Regions from separate parts of the Mus musculus genome. Here regions 1 and 3 are each linked to region 2. Evidence: chromatin contacts called from public promoter capture Hi-C data. All regions are on one chromosome and are shown on one strand. The core of a region is the stretch at or near the end of the contact, and the rest is flanking DNA. Distances in the headings are between cores, read along the strand shown. Region 1 overlaps Ankrd28 (ankyrin repeat domain 28). Region 2 holds the start of Galnt15 (polypeptide N-acetylgalactosaminyltransferase 15). Region 3 overlaps Colq (collagen-like tail subunit (single strand of homotrimer) of asymmetric acetylcholinesterase).

What was found. Promoter capture Hi-C pulls out the DNA fragments that hold promoters and counts their contacts.
Region 1: a contact with region 2 is called in a promoter capture Hi-C map of embryonic stem cells, with 5 times the contacts expected there. The contact joins the enhancer-like site here to the promoter of Galnt15 in region 2. A contact is called at or near these places in 9 of 39 promoter capture datasets (the 3T3-L1 cell line, the HPC-7 cell line, cranial neural crest and 4 more), 3 of 484 Hi-C or Micro-C datasets (embryonic stem cells, neural progenitor cells and neurons), 10 of 115 datasets of contacts at active chromatin or transcription factors (SST interneurons, acute myeloid leukemia, differentiating embryonic stem cells and 7 more) and 3 of 9 other capture datasets (adipose tissue, liver and pancreatic islet).
Region 3: a contact with region 2 is called in a promoter capture Hi-C map of liver, with 2.8 times the contacts expected there. The contact joins the enhancer-like site here to the promoter of Galnt15 in region 2. A contact is called at or near these places in 6 of 39 promoter capture datasets (cranial neural crest, embryonic stem cells, hippocampal neurons and 2 more).

The regions. Positions count from the first base shown.
Region 1 is chr14:31,771,160-31,774,040 of GRCm38.p6, forward strand. All of the region lies in intron 2 of Ankrd28 (ankyrin repeat domain 28), which reads right to left. Among named protein-coding and RNA genes, the nearest start is that of Ankrd28, 58 kb to the right of the region's middle. Within about 2 kb of position 1,327, at least 9 of the 459 cell types and tissues checked have an H3K27ac peak or open chromatin away from gene starts, as enhancers often do. A contact at or near this core is called in embryonic stem cells, where this site is marked.
Region 2 is chr14:32,027,678-32,030,442 of GRCm38.p6, forward strand. It overlaps Galnt15 (polypeptide N-acetylgalactosaminyltransferase 15), which reads left to right and starts at 1,426. Exons shown (of 10, transcript NM_030166.3): 1 at 1,426-2,354. The coding sequence starts at 1,816.
Region 3 is chr14:31,529,484-31,532,349 of GRCm38.p6, forward strand. Colq (collagen-like tail subunit (single strand of homotrimer) of asymmetric acetylcholinesterase) reads right to left here. Exons shown (of 17, transcript NM_009937.2): 13 at 10-149. Among named protein-coding and RNA genes, the nearest start is that of Eaf1, 36 kb to the left of the region's middle. Within about 2 kb of position 1,563, at least 118 of the 459 cell types and tissues checked have an H3K27ac peak or open chromatin away from gene starts, as enhancers often do. A contact at or near this core is called in liver, where this site is marked.

The sequences.
Region 1 (2,881 bases), core at 77-2,576, 260 kb before region 2:
ACAAAAAACCTGACAGATAATTTAATGAAATCAGAAAAGCACTTCATGACCCGAATAAAAAATTTCAATAGAGATCATAAACAAAACAAAACAAACAGAACAACAACAAAACCCCCTAACAGAAATCTTACAACTGAAACCTTCAATGAATGAAAATTTTAAAATTTAGAGTCTAGAAAATAAGTATGTCAAGCAGAATTTCTGAATGTGCACAGGTCTTTTAAATTAGTTCAGTTGGGGATTTGGAGTAGAAAGAAGAAAATGGAGATGGTGTGTGTGTGTGTGTGTGTGTGTGTGTGTGTGTGTATGTGGTGTCACAGGAGAATAACATTGCATAATAGAAGCTCCAGAAGAAAAAGAAGTAAAGTTGTTGGTTCATGCGTGCCCTAACACTTAGGATACAGAGATGTAGGTGCATCAGGAAAAGCCATCCTCACTACACGACACTGTCTCAAACAAAGAAGCCAAAACAAAATATAGAGGGAAAGACAAATTGTTTCATTAAATAACACTTAACACTTCCTAATAAAGCCAAAAACTTCGAGACAGAAATGATGTCTCACATAAACTTGTACACACACACACATAAGAACTTAACACATTGTATTTTTATATGTAAAATTTAACCTTAAGTATGTTACAGAGCTGTTAAATGTAAAGAATAAGATTTCAGAAGTCCTCATGAATATAGAATATTATCTTTGACTCAAGTTAGAAAAGATTTCTTGGGTTAAGAAGACTGCTCATGTGATAAACTGCTTACTGTGCAAATGTGAGGATATAGAACTCACAAGAGTACAGTAAAATGCCTGTAGTTGCAGTGAAGGTGAGATGGAAGGCAGAGATAGGCAGATCCCTAGCTCCTAGACTAGGTAGCCTGGCTTAGAGGAAATGATCCAGGTTAATGAGAGATGCTGTCTCAAACAGAAGGTGAGAACTTCCTGAGGAATGACAGCCCCATGCAAAGGAAAGCACTTGCATTAAAATACATATACATAGCCATCCACACACTAAAAGAGTTTTGGCATGTGGTTATCATCTGAGTGTTGAGGGGTACAGGCAAAAGGGATCCTGGAGAATTGCTAAGCCTGTAAATGAGAGATCTTGTCTCAAAAAAAGGTACAGTTCTCAGGAGCTCACACTTAAGGTCCCCTGGTTTCCACATGCCAGACAAGCAATGTCCATGTGTATACTGCTCCCCTCTCAACACTATAATTAAAAGCTTGGGGGCACAGAGCCAAGTACTTGAGATCAGCATTCAGAAGCAAAGACAGAGATTCCTGGGACTCACTAGCTAAGCACACTAGCCTACCTGGTGAGCTCTAGAACAATGCAATCCTGCTCCACACAAGACTGTTTTCTGGCCTTCATATGCATCAGGAGTGTGTGTGGGGGTGGGGCTGGTGGGAGATGGGGGATGGGCTGATTTCTTTAACAAGACATCAAATAAACAAAAACCTGCACTAAGTTAAAATTAATACCTCATGTTCAATGATTCCACAAAGAATTAAGGCAACCTGGAGTACAAGAATAGAATTTATAATATGTATTTCAAAGGGGTCTCATTCAGAATATGAAAAGCTGTTGCAAATCAAAGAGAAAACTCAAAAGAAAGATGGCAAGGGATTGAACAGGCTGGCTCTGTGTGCAAGTCAAAAGAAACCCATTCAAAGCAGTGCAACATTGTCATAGACAAAACATAACACATTATTATATAACTTGGCATACCCCTTTAACCTTAGCTCTCAGGAGGCAGGGGCAAGGGGGTCTCTGTGAGTTTAAAGCCAGCCTGGTCTACATGTGTGTTCCAGGACATCAAGGACTATATAGAGAGACTCTGTCTCAAAAAAACAAAACAAACAAACAAAAGAAACAGTAGCAGAATGTTAATACTTTACAGTAGCCTATTAGTGTGCAGAAGCCTCATTTCTGAAAAAAGATAAAACCTTAATTAAAATAAGGATGCCAATGATTACTTGAGCTACTGAAAACACTGTAGACTGGCTTGCTTAATTTAGAGTTGTTATATTATTTTAATGTGTAAAAAGCACTGTATTTGCAAAGTTCAATAAAATGAGGCATGCTTGTACAATTAACTGATTCACTTAACTTCATTATGTAATATTAATTTTCAAAAATGTTAGTAAGACTCTTCCATGTGTAACCCAGCAAGTCAATGAAAAGCCATTTTTCCTATATTTTGGTTTTGAAACATGGTCCAGGCTGTTTTCAAACTTGTGTACAATTCTCCTGGCCCAACCCTCTTGAGTGCTGTAGTTACAGGTTCTAAGCCAAGACTGGACTTAGGCTCTGTGTTTTAATCTGTAAGGGTTTCCTCACCTAAATTTGTCATAAATTTAAAGATTTCCTTCTTTCTTCCTTTATTAAAGACAGAATCTTGGTTTGTAACCAGGCTGACATGGAACTTCCTAAGTAGTCCTGTCTGGTCTTGAACTCACAATTATCTTGCCTCTAACTCCCGAGTGCTAGGATTACAGGCATGTGCCACCATGCTTGGCAAAAGTCCATATTCTTTACATTTTAAGATTTAAAGAAACATCTGTTACAGAACTCTTGCGATAAGAGCGATTTATGGTAGAATACTACCTTTCGTTTCCTGGAACTGAAAATGATTCCACAAAAGATATAAATAGGACTAGGAACAGGTCTCAAATAGGGCTGGGAACACATCTCAGTTGGTAAGATGCTTACCTTGTAAGCATGAGAAGTCTGACCCAGCATGGTAGTGTGGGAATACTCTCAGTGCTGCAGAGGTGGAGACAGAAGGATCCCCCTAAACCCCTGGCCAGCAAGTCTAGCCTAGTTAGTGATTCCCTGGCTAACGAAGGACCTCAAAGGAGGATGACATTCCTAGGGATGC
Region 2 (2,765 bases), core at 176-2,675:
GCCGCTTTGCAATGATGCAGCTGCTTTTCTGCACCACCCCTCTTCCTGTAACCCCTGACCCATACTCCTGTTAGTAACCCCAATTAAAACTCATGACCCACCAAACGACTTTGGTGCAGTCATTACTTTGGTCTGCTGTGGGATTCTTTTCTGGGGACGTGTGTCCGTCACACAACCATGTTCCATCTCCGTTTTCCTTCACTCCCATTGCTCCATGCTCCCTCCCATTGCGCTGCCTCTGACTGCTCTTCACCTCCCGTCATGCCCGCTGCCCTGTGCCATCTCTCATTGTGCCCCATTTCCCATTATGCTCCATCTCCCAGCATGCCTTACTTCTCAGTAATCCACCGCCCACCATGCTCTGCCTCCTGTCATGTCTCCTTTTGCCTCTGCTCCAACCATGCCCTCCTTATCTCCCTTCCTTTGTGCTTCCTCACCTATAGTGGCTCCATCACAGTGCGATTGGCCTGCTATGCTCTGGCCCGCTGTTCCCTATACCAGACCCACTCCTTTCAGAGCCTCGCCTTTGTTACTCCTTCTGTGACTCTCCCCATTACACAGATGCTGGTTCTTCTAGGAAACACACAGTGCCACTTCAGATTGATTTTTAACCTCCAGCCCATATTCCCCAGCTCCCATCTCTGCCTCGTCCCCGCCCCCCGCCCCCTGCCCCTCCCCCTTGGCCCTTGACATAGTCTGACCTCCAGACACTAACAGACCATCTCTCCATCTCCCTCACTGTCATGTAAGCACCCGGAGGTCCCAGTTTGACTTCATTCTCTGTTATACTCCTGGCCCAGGGAACAGTTGGGGGCATATGGCCGGCAGCTGCTCATTATGTGTGTACAAGCTAAATGGAGTTTGAAGACTGAAAGAGCTTGAAGTATGCCTGTCCTCCATCAGCCTCCAGGTGCTTCTGAGGAAGCCAGGTAGCCAGACTTACAAGGGCTCCCTCTGCTCCTCACTTTTAGAAAGGAAAGGCTAGTGGGGCCCCAGGAAGGAGCCAGGCAGATTGCCTTGGGAGATTGAAGGTGCTGACAGGCAGCTGGCTCCTGGCATCTGCGTCACCTTGGCAGCCTGTCCAAACCAGAAGGGAATTCTCCTTCCTGCTCTTCTGGGTGGGGAGAGGATGCCTCCCTATGAATGGTGCTCAAGTCTGAACTCCTGGGAGGTTGCTGTTTTGGATCGGCTCTTGGGGTGACGCTGTGTGGCTGTGCAAAGCCTGGGAACACGGGGGCATTAGGACCAGGAGCGAGACGCACACTTGGCTCCCTGTCCTATCTGGCAGAGGGTTCCTGCAGAGCTGGAGGTATGTGTGAAAGGAAACCCCGACCGTGCCTGCCGGCTTTACATCTGTTGCTCTGACCTGACTCAAGGCATCCCAAGGAGGATGTCTGTCATCTTGGCTTGACTGAATCCCCCAGCAACTCGCCCCAGACAGCTTGTAGAACCTGACCACTCATGCAGAGGGGGAAAGAACATGGGCTAATCACCAGAGCAGGATGGACAAGAGCAGGGTGAGAGAGGAGCCAACAACCGGAGACCCTTCTCAGAAGACAGCTAACACTCAGAGAGGACCCAGGAGCCCAGGCTCTGGTGGCTTTCTGATTCTAGAGGGCAGTGGGTCTTATAAATGCTACGTTAGCATATAGACGTTAGCAAACGTCTGGTGGGATAAGAGGTGCAGGTGGATGGCAAAAAGCCTTTTAGCTGGAATGAACAGCCCAGGTTCAGTTTCGAGCTTGAAGGTACCTGGATAGCAAGGAGGAAGCAAACTTGATCAGGACCTGTTGCTTCGTGGCGAGTGGCTGCGACATGCTCCCGAGGAAGCGACCCAGGAGTGGACGTTCCAGGCTTCAGTTCCTCCTACTCTTCCTGACTCTGGGATGTGTCCTGATGATGGTGATCCTGCTGCATCCTCCCCCGCCCACCCTGCACCAGGCTGTCACAGCTCAGGCCAGCAAACACAGCCCTGACACGGGGTACCGCCTGGACTTTGGAGACTCTCAGGAGTGGGTCCTGGAGGCTGAGACTGAAGGTGATGAGTACAGTCTCTTGGATGGCCTGCCATCCTTCATCTCCCTGCAGGAGGATCAACTGCTGGTGGCCGTGGCCTCACCCAGAGCTAGGAGGAGTCAGAGCCAGGGCAGGAGACAGGGCAGCTACCAGTTCATCAAACACAGGAGCAGGAGATGGGATGAGGAAGCCCTGGAAAAGGACTGGAGGACCGAAGAGGATGGGGAGGAATCAGAAGAGGTGCTGACCCCACTTGGCCCGGACTCAGATGGCCTCAACAAGCCACTCAGTGCCCGCCTGCCCCTGAGGAGAGTCCTGCCCGAGGTGCGACACCCACTGTAAGTAAGGGCCCTGCCATCTCTTCTCCAGTCTAAGCGTGTGACTCAGTGGTAGTAAAGTCCCAGGTGCCAACTCTGCAGTCTGCCTCTCCCATCCTTAGGACAGTGCTCCCTTAGGACAGTGCTCCTTAAGATGTGGGCCCTGGGGCCAGATATCAGCCTGGCTGATGAAGTGCCTGAATTGGAGATCCTCAAATCCTGTCTCAGACCTGCTCAGTCAGAAGCCCCAGAGTCACTGATGAGCTACTAACAAGTCCCGAGGGAGGGACGATCTCATTCGTTCATTCTCTTCCCAGGCCTGCCTTTAGTCCCCCTAGGTCACACAGTGAGATGGGAGCAGAAGCTTCGAGGAACCTTCCATCTCTCTCTCATGCTGACTCCAGGGCAGTCTTCACGTTGGGTTACTATTAG
Region 3 (2,866 bases), core at 313-2,812, 500 kb before region 2:
GAGCCTTACCGCAGGAACTCGAGGGGAGCCACGCCCATACATGGAGTCCCCGTAGGAGGGGTTATTCACATTCACAGGGGGTCCGCAAAGGCATCTTCCTGGAGGCCCTGGAAATCCTCTTTCCCCTTTGAGTCCCATTACAAGTTGTCCTAGGAAGCAACAGACTGTTGTGTAACTAGAGCCAAGCAGGTCAGGTGATACGAGCAACCTGTGTAAGGAAGAGAAGTTGAGAGCTGGAGGCAGGACAGGCAGAGGGAGAGGCTCCCAGCCAAGATGTGGCAGTATAAGGGAGAACCAATCAGCGAGGAATGGGGCCTCCTCCTCAACCTACTATCGGATCCCATAGTACCCTTAGTTTGACCACTAAGAAACAACCTGTAAGAAAGATGAGGGGTTTGCGGGCCCTACAGCCCCGAGAGCAGCACCTAGAGGCTGAACCAAGCTAATAGTTCATCTGTTGATTAGCTCTAGATTTCCTTGTTGGAGGACATGTCTTATTTGTGGCCATTATTGAAAAGGTCATCTTGTAGATGGATGTGCAGTGGATGGAAAACTTTTATTGTATTTTTTTTTTAATGATTGCTATTTATTTGGGGGAGGAGGGAAGTTGTACACACCAGGGCAAATGAGGTCGTCAGAGGACGAGCTTGGGGAGTTAGGTCTCTCCTCCCACCATACAGGACCTGTAGATGGAACTCGGGCCATCAGGTGTAGCGACAAGTGCCTTTGCCCATCGAGCCATCTTGCCAGTCCAACTGACTCTGTCTTTTAAGTATCTTACATATTTACAGAGGAATGTCTGAGTGTGCGTTTCTTTTATTTCTCCTGGAAGAAAATAGAACATTTTCTCCTCCAACCCTGTCTCCATCTGGGTACTAAGAAAAGTCAAGATACATCCTGGAAGAGTGTGGTTAAGAAATTCACTCTGTAGCAAGGTCCCTGTCTATAGTTCTCACATTAACTCTGTCCCCGCCCCACCTCCTGCCCTGTGACAGGGATTCTCTGTGTAGCTCTGACTGTCCTGGAACTCACTTCGTACACCACGCTGGTCTCGAACTCAGAGATCTGCTTCCCGAGTGCTGGGATTAAAGGCGTGTGCCACCACCTGGCTTCACTTTGACCTATAACCATCATTTATTTTTTTTGATATGAAGTCTGACTAAATTGCCTAGCCTGGTCTTGAACTCTTGGATTTAAGCAATCCTCCTGCCTCAGTCTCCAAAGTGGCTGGAACTTCAGGCATGCACCTCTCTACCCAGTTTTGCCTTGACTTTTTTTTTTTTAATACAGTGTTCTCCTGAAACAGTCTGGCCTGGTAGCACAGGCTGGCCACGAACTTGCTATATAGCCCAAGCTGGTCTCCAACTGGTGGCAATTCTGTCTGTCACCCAGGTACTGGAATCACAGGCCTAAGCCATCATATCCAGACTCTTTGCCTTCCAGGTACTTCCCCTCCGCTTACAAGCCTACACATTCTGAGATTATTCTATTAAGGTCTCTCTTCCCACAGGAAGTTTGACAAGAGCAGGCCATGGCTTGACACATGTTGGAAACAGAGTATCTGGTGATTGAGTAACTAGTTAGAGAGCAAAGGTCTTTGTAGAAGTCACTTCTGTTTGACAGAAAGACGCTGAAACTGGAGTCATTTGACAGAAGAGAGAGAAAGAGAGAGAGAGAGATCTGGATAGAGCGATTGCCTGCCCCTCCTTCAGGAATACCGGGAACAGTAGGGACCATTAGGGACCACTGGAGACCAGCCTACCCTGGGTGGTAGGCAGTTCAGCTGGGGCAGCCAGGAAATGGGAACTGAGTCTGTAGATCCTAGAAGGGTGGCAAATAAAGTGAACCCAGAGTGTGATGTCTGGTCAGGGCCATAGGGAAGATGCCACATAATAGAAGGACCCAATGAAGACCCACCCCACCTGCCTTAAGCCTCCCTTAGCTGGCTTACAGGCTGGTCCAACAGCACGCCAAGCTTCAGTTCTAACAAAGAATAGGAAAAGAATTCTGTGGGAAAGCATAGCCTTGGGTTTTGATATTTTCAGAGACTCCAAAGAGACAAGGAGGAACTTGAGAGAGGCACTGGAGCAGCCTTCTGGAATGTTCTATGACCTCAGAGCTCCACCAGAACCGTAGCTCCGGAAAGAGTCAGGGCTTTTCAGATATTCAGCTAATTAGTGGTGTGGCTGATATTTGAATAACTCTGCCCCATTCAGATGACAGGCCCAAGAACACGGGTACTCCCAGGTGCCGTGTTGATTCATTCGTATCCTGTCTGAATACAGGAAAGAAGTGTTCAAAGTTATAATCGTATTACTGCAAATTACATCTTAGATTTTGCCTGTATTCCTTCCTCACTCCCATTCCCCCTTCCCCTGTAACCTGAGTAATTAAAACGTTCCTGCCCTCTCCAACACCAGCTGGTTCCATGGTGCTGAGACAGACTTGAGGTGGCCTCCGGACAGGATGTGGCAGGGAGCCTGCTGCCCCCACCGCAGTCCCCACTGCTTCCGCTTCCTCCCAGGTGTCAGAGGACATCCAGCATCCTGCCAGCTTCCTGCCATGATGCTCTGAACGGCACAGCCTGAATTTCTTCCCCCAGTGTAGCTGTCTTTACTACTTTGTGGGTTCTTCTTTCTTACATCCTTCGCCACCCCCTTTCTTCCACCCTTTTAACCCCTAATCCTAGATAAAAGAGGAAAAAGGACAGAGAGGAAAGGAGAGAGATCCCTGATTAAAGTTAGGGGTTGGAAAGAGGGGCCGACGTTATTGTTAGACTACTTCCTGCTGATATGAGGCATCAAGTTCCCTGGAGCAAGTTTGATCTTGGCTGTTTGGATATCTAATTTCTTCTTCTTTACACAAG